2 separate regions of the Mus musculus genome follow, and region 1 is linked to region 2. The links are chromatin contacts, called in public Hi-C maps. All regions are on one chromosome and are shown on one strand. Each heading gives the region's core, a stretch centred on a gene start, on an enhancer-like site or on the middle of the called end of the contact. The rest is flanking DNA. Distances are from core to core; before and after follow the strand shown.

Region 1 (3,125 bases), core at 353-2,852, 140 kb after region 2:
TTATGTCTGCCACTCAATTAGACATCACTTTCAAACATGGATGCTTCCTTCTACAGACTAACTTTATCTTCATTGTCTAGGGTTAATGGTGTACTAAGGGCATGTCTGTATTCCAGCCAGAGGGATTAAAGGTATGTGCCAAGGGCTGAGCCACACCACAACTAGAAACAAATTTTTCCAGTAAACAACACAATCTCAAGGCTCACAGTGGGATCACGCAAAAATTGACCTAAAGTAAAATGAGCTAAAGAAGCAATGCTGGCTGATTTCAGCCTGAGTATAAGTGTGTCAGGGAATTATAGTGAAGAAAAAACAAAAACAAGGGCAAAAACTATGACATCAAAGATTGGTCAGCCTTTTTTATATGGAGATATGTGTGAGAAATAGTGTATGTGTTTGTATATGAATATATGTAGTATATACATATATGTGTGTGGGTTTGTGCATGGACTGTGGAGGCCAGAGAACACCAGGTATACTGCAAATCATGTTCTGCCTTATTATTTTTGAGATAGAATTTCTCACTGAAGCTATGCTGGCAGCCAGGAATCCCAAGTGATCTTACTGTCTCTTCCTCATGCCCAAGAATAAATACATGCACATGTGGCCACACTCAGCTTAAAGAGCCCCTGTCACACTTTTTTTTTATAGGATAAAGCACTACTTTATAGCACAGGCTACACATCTCCAGCCTTAACTCCCTGTGTGTTGTGTTGGAATTACAGGTGTTAGTGACCACATACAGCTGTTATAAGTACTACAGCATGGCAATTACCAATGCTAAAATCACTATGAAGATGTCACTTGCAAAAACAGAGAGACATTTACAAACCAAGGTTACCATGCAATCAGGAACCCTTAGGCCATTCAGCTTGGTATACTATGTAGTAATCGTGACTGGTAAATGGCAGTGTTTGAAACAGTTCTTATCAAGACTTTCAAGGTTGCTTTTAACTGTACTATCCTAGAGCAGGTAGAACACACACACGTATGTGTGTGTGTGTGTATATATATATATATGTGTGTATATATATATGTATATATGTGTGTATATGTGTGTGTATATGTACATTTATCTATGTGTGTATAATATATATATACATATTACTATATTGGTATCACATTAATCATTCAGTTTTTAAAAAATCTTTCTTATTTTCTGAGAAATGTATGTGTATAATCATGGTGATCTATGACAGGTATTCAGACCAAGGCATACCAAGAGTACCACAGTGACACAGAAAACTAAGCCAAGAAGAGCTGGACACTAAGAGACTACTAGAGGATCTGTGCAGATCAAAACTTGGGAGGCAGACAGAGAAGGGGCGGGGAGAATATCTGAGTTTGAGCATCAGTAGACACGAGTACTGGTTGCTACCCGCCAGCTGGGGCAAGTTACTTCTATTTCTGTGTAAGCAGGAAGTAGAACTAGTTATTCCACTTACATTCAAAGGGTTGTGGGAAGGTCAAGTGAGATCCTAGACCTGCAAAAGCTGCGGGATATGTGGATCATGGCATCTGGCTGCTGTCAGGCTACCCTGAGTACTAAACCCTTAATGATTGGATGAAAGCGTTAAAAGCAGTAAAACGGGGACCACGTAGTTACTGGGACCACGAGATACAAGAAAAGAGAAGTCACTTTGACGGCAGGGAGGGAAAGGGCTGGCTTTATAGGAAAGGTGATGTCTGCTGATTTAATCCAGAATGAGACAATTAAGCAGAAACATCCTACAGGCCTGGGCTTCAAGGGCAATGGGAAGATCACGCAGACTATTTGTCAATGGAAAAGCAGGACCCCAATCTCTGAGTGGCGTGGGAGATTAGAAAGGTCTGAGGACGAAAACAACAACAAAAATATTAGCACAGAAAAAGAAGAGTGGTAACAGTACAGTTATTCTTTCCTCAAGTGGGAGGCAGTTCAGTACAGCTGACTCAGAAAGGTTCAGAGAGACCAAAGGCGGAAAGGTTATCAGCTTCAACTTTGGGAGGCTATTAGTACCCGGGAAAGGAAAAGTACAGAGCAGAGGGGAGCCAGAGTTCACGTCTGGCAACAAGCAAACAAGTGCGCCTGGGAGCAGAGAGTACGGATCACAGAACTAAATCTGAGAGGTTAAGAAGAGAGAAATTGTGGAGCAGACGATAGACAGGCAGGAGGAGAAAGCGGAGAGTGTGGGTGGAAGAGGGCTGGGGTGGGGTAGTCCCCTGGAAAAACTTTTCCAGAAGCGGGCAGAACACGGATCGACTGGTACCAGTGCACTTGCACCAGGATGGGCTGTGGTTTAGTCTCTCATGTTACCTTGAGTGAAGCCAGTAAAAGTGAAGTACCCGCACGTTGCAAAGAGCACACAGATGAATACAGAAACCAAGATGGATGTGTGGATAATCCGGCGCCACTTCGCTACTGTGGGCTCTTCGAGAGAACCATAGACTAGGAAGCAGTTATGGTGGCAAATGAACGCTGGAACACAAAAGAAAACCTCATTACTCGGGAAACAGCAGGACTGTGTTTTCTACTTTGAAAAGGTGAGAGATGTATACTGCCTTAGAATATCTAATATCTCAAATGAACATATATTAATTTACAGCACTAAGTAAGCCAGAACGTAAGGCCTACATACAAGGAACTTCACAGAAGGCTTACCTAGTAACTTCATGTAACTCTCAACATAAACCAGACCTGTCCAACAACTCTCCCATTTTTTCCTCTTCCTATCTTCAGGAAAATTTGTACCTTGCTTTATTTGGCAGCTGGGACATAGTGGAGTTATAAATATCTAGCGAAATCCTAAATCCTTTCTGCCAAGACTTTATAGAAGTCTATGACATTTACTGGACTTCCAAGTTAGGAGACACACTAACCATTGGTGGAACTAACACAAGTTTGACAAAATCACACCGGGAAACAGGTCTCATGTGGAGGGGGTGGGGCTTATTAAAGAGAGGGGCGATAGAACATAAAGGAAGGAAGGAAAATGAAGTGGTTTGGGGTTGGGGAAAAAGTGGCTTTTTATTGGGGCCATGACACATGCGCAGGAGGACATGTGACAGGGGCAACAATGGGAATTGTTTTGCCTTTGAGCAGCCAGGGATGATATGACTTGTTGCCCAGTCCCTTGGGGATGGCC
Region 2 (2,782 bases), core at 89-2,588:
TCTCTTCAATTTCTTCTTTTTATAAGGACACAGTTTAAAAAAACAAAAAAACAAAAAAACAAGTGCACCTGAGAGACTCTCAGCTGAGACCACTAGCTACATCTCCATACACTTGACATTCACTGGTTAACTATGCAACTCTGAATGCTTCTAAAACAGTCAGCTGGTCCCCACTCCCACCCCAGCCCTGGTTTTCTTCTGTTTTCATTTTAGGCTTACCATTCTTCTTTCTTCTTCTACATTCAAAAGCAGTAAGAAAAACAGATGAAGCAGATAAAAATACAAATGAAGGAAAAAAACATTAAAATACACATACTCTTTGTAATTAATCAAGAACAAAGAATTCCATTCACCTGTGCCCCTTATGTTGTGTGCTGGGAGCCAGCACTTGTGCAGTAAATAGAAAAGCTGCTAGGGAGATAGGAAAATAGAAACTACACGAGGAATCTCAGAAGTGAAATCAGAGCGCGGACAGGACATCACCGGCCACTGAGGGAAAACGTCTCTCTAGAAACTAAGTGAGACTAAGCCGTGTTAGGAAGGCACTTGATCTAAAAACATCCCCCAAAAAACCACAAACCCAGCCTAGAAACAACTTCCTTCCTTCTCATGTTTCTGCAGAACCTAAAATATCAGCTTGTAACTGCCTCTTCAAAGAATTCTTTCATCAAAGTCCCCAGCAAAGTTCACATCTAGGTTTCATTCCATTCAGATAAGTTATATAAATGTGTAAGTATATATTGTATCTATATAATGCATCATTCTGAGTAGCCCACTTTTATTATGCATATATATTTAAATTATGGTATTATATAATCACAAATACAGTATATAAGATATAATATAAAATGTTATGTATTACATATAGTTTTTCCTGGCATTCCTCAACTCCTTCCACGTGCTGTAAAAATCAGCTTCTCAAAAAACCTTAAAGCTAAAAAAAAAAAAAAAAAAAAAAAAAAAAAACCTTAAAGCTAAGTGTTACAACTTAATCACATTTAATGTGTTTTCACTGAGAACACACCCATGGCATGGATAAGAGTTCTTTTTCACCTAAGTATACAGAAAAGCAGAAACTGAGTAAACTTTCTGCACGATGGGACTCTAATAAAAGGACCAAAGGTGACATTTTCATGATGGCTGGGGACGAGACAGGTCAGGAAATGTGGCTATGGAAACCAGCAAACATCTCATCACACTTTTACAGTGGATTGGGTAAACCCCAGCATCAGCTTCCTTCCTGTGTACCTTCCTGAACGACAGACCCAAAACCCAGAGTATTCCCCAGCCCAGGTTCCCTTCCGCCCGGGGCTCTGCTAAGCAGATCTGCAGGCCAGAGAGCAGGAAGGACATGATCTCAGCAAGGCCGCTGTGCTCTGCCTCTGAGAGGAACCCCGTACAGTCACTGCTGAGTGTAAAAGCTGCAAAGCAGATGCTGTTTTTATATGAACAGGATCTGAGCTACCGAGAGTCCCCTTTGTGGTCCTCTGTGATTCAGGATCCTAACTGTACTTGAGAAGCAGCCTTCCCACCTGCTGACCTTAGCACAGGCGTCATGTCTCTGGTTGGCTACAGGAATGGCATCCCTGCACATGATAGCCCTGGCTTCACTGCTCCTAAAGACCGTTCTACCCCAAGATGCCAGCCTTTTTACAGTTTCTCATGAAATTCTGTTCCGTTTAAAAGTGTGCATCAGCTCAAGTAGTGACTTGTGCCTTAAATCTCAGCACTAGGGAGAGAGAAGCAAGCCAATTTCTTTGAGTTCTAAGACACTCTGGTCTGCATAGTTCCAAGACATCCAGAGCTACGTACTGAGACCCTAACTCTAGAAACCAAAAAAGACAAAAATATTAAAAGTGTATGTTCATCCCTTTATTTCCTGAAACTGAAAGTTGAAAACACACATTCATATTAAAATATGAAATAGATCAAATGAGTGTGCAACTCCTTTATGTATAAGATGTGTGTGTGTGTCTGTCTGTGTGTGTGTGTGTGTCTCTGTGTGTCTGTGTATGTGTGTGTGTGTGTGAGGGGGGGGGCGGTGCACACTGATGGTGTGTGATGCAGGGACGGGAACTCAGGCCCTCCAACACTCTATGTACACACTCCACCACTGAGCTACAATCCCAGCTCTCAACCATTTCATTATATAATCATAAAGTCTAGAAGATGATTTGTTGTAATGTCTAACAACTTAGTCTACCTCCAAAGTAAAAGTCAGAACTAACCAAGGGAGAGATTACTAGTAAGGAAAGTTCGTCCAGTAAGCTGAATTCTCCAGTCCTGAAATGGTTTACCAGCAAGGTAATGGACATTCTCTAATGCACTTCAAGTTAGAAAACCAGTACGCAGACAACAGACAAAAGCCTCCTTCAACTCCTGACGCTCAAGGACTTATTTTTTAAAGGTCAGCATACTGCCTGGTATCACACATGCTCTAACTATAGCTACCCAGGACCCTGAGGATTCCTTGAGTTCGGGAGTTCAAGACCTACCTCAGTGACACAGTGAGATGATGTCTCAAGAAATAATAAGAACATTTAACATAAGAATGAAACAGCCTATCACGCTGCTAATTTTGAGGGCTCCTTTGCTCTCATAGGTTCTAAAGTCACCCTGTCTGGACTCAGGAAACTACAGCCTGACAGACACACAGCAAATGAGGCTTTAAGAAAGTAGAAGCATGCCCAGAACCAATCCCCACTGGCTCCTCATAGAACAAAGTTGGGGCTTCAACTATCACATAATTAAAAGTGGCTACTGTTTCAATATAGGGTGGTGA

The links. Hi-C and Micro-C count contacts between places; a contact is called where the count stands out from the background.
Region 1: a contact with region 2 is called in a Hi-C map of LSK cells, with 1.9 times the contacts expected there. The contact joins two enhancer-like sites. A contact is called at or near these places in 2 of 15 datasets of contacts at CTCF or cohesin (CD8 T cells and stem cell-derived epiblast-like cells), 23 of 484 Hi-C or Micro-C datasets (CD4 T cells, CD8 T cells, CD8 central memory T cells and 19 more) and 17 of 115 datasets of contacts at active chromatin or transcription factors (the 230-238 cell line, CD8 T cells, DN3 thymocytes and 12 more).

The regions. Positions count from the first base shown.
Region 1 is chr2:65,332,294-65,335,418 of GRCm38.p6, forward strand. Slc38a11 (solute carrier family 38, member 11) reads right to left here. Exons shown (of 12, transcript NM_177074.2): 9 at 2,297-2,458. Among named protein-coding and RNA genes, the nearest start is that of Slc38a11, 30 kb to the right of the region's middle. Within about 2 kb of position 1,603, at least 21 of the 459 cell types and tissues checked have an H3K27ac peak or open chromatin away from gene starts, as enhancers often do. A contact at or near this core is called in DN2 thymocytes, LSK cells, granulocyte-monocyte progenitors and 4 more, where this site is marked.
Region 2 is chr2:65,188,248-65,191,029 of GRCm38.p6, forward strand. All of the region lies in intron 1 of Cobll1 (Cobl-like 1), which reads right to left. Among named protein-coding and RNA genes, the nearest start is that of Gm13594, 44 kb to the right of the region's middle. Within about 2 kb of position 1,339, at least 131 of the 459 cell types and tissues checked have an H3K27ac peak or open chromatin away from gene starts, as enhancers often do. A contact at or near this core is called in DN2 thymocytes, LSK cells, granulocyte-monocyte progenitors and 4 more, where this site is marked.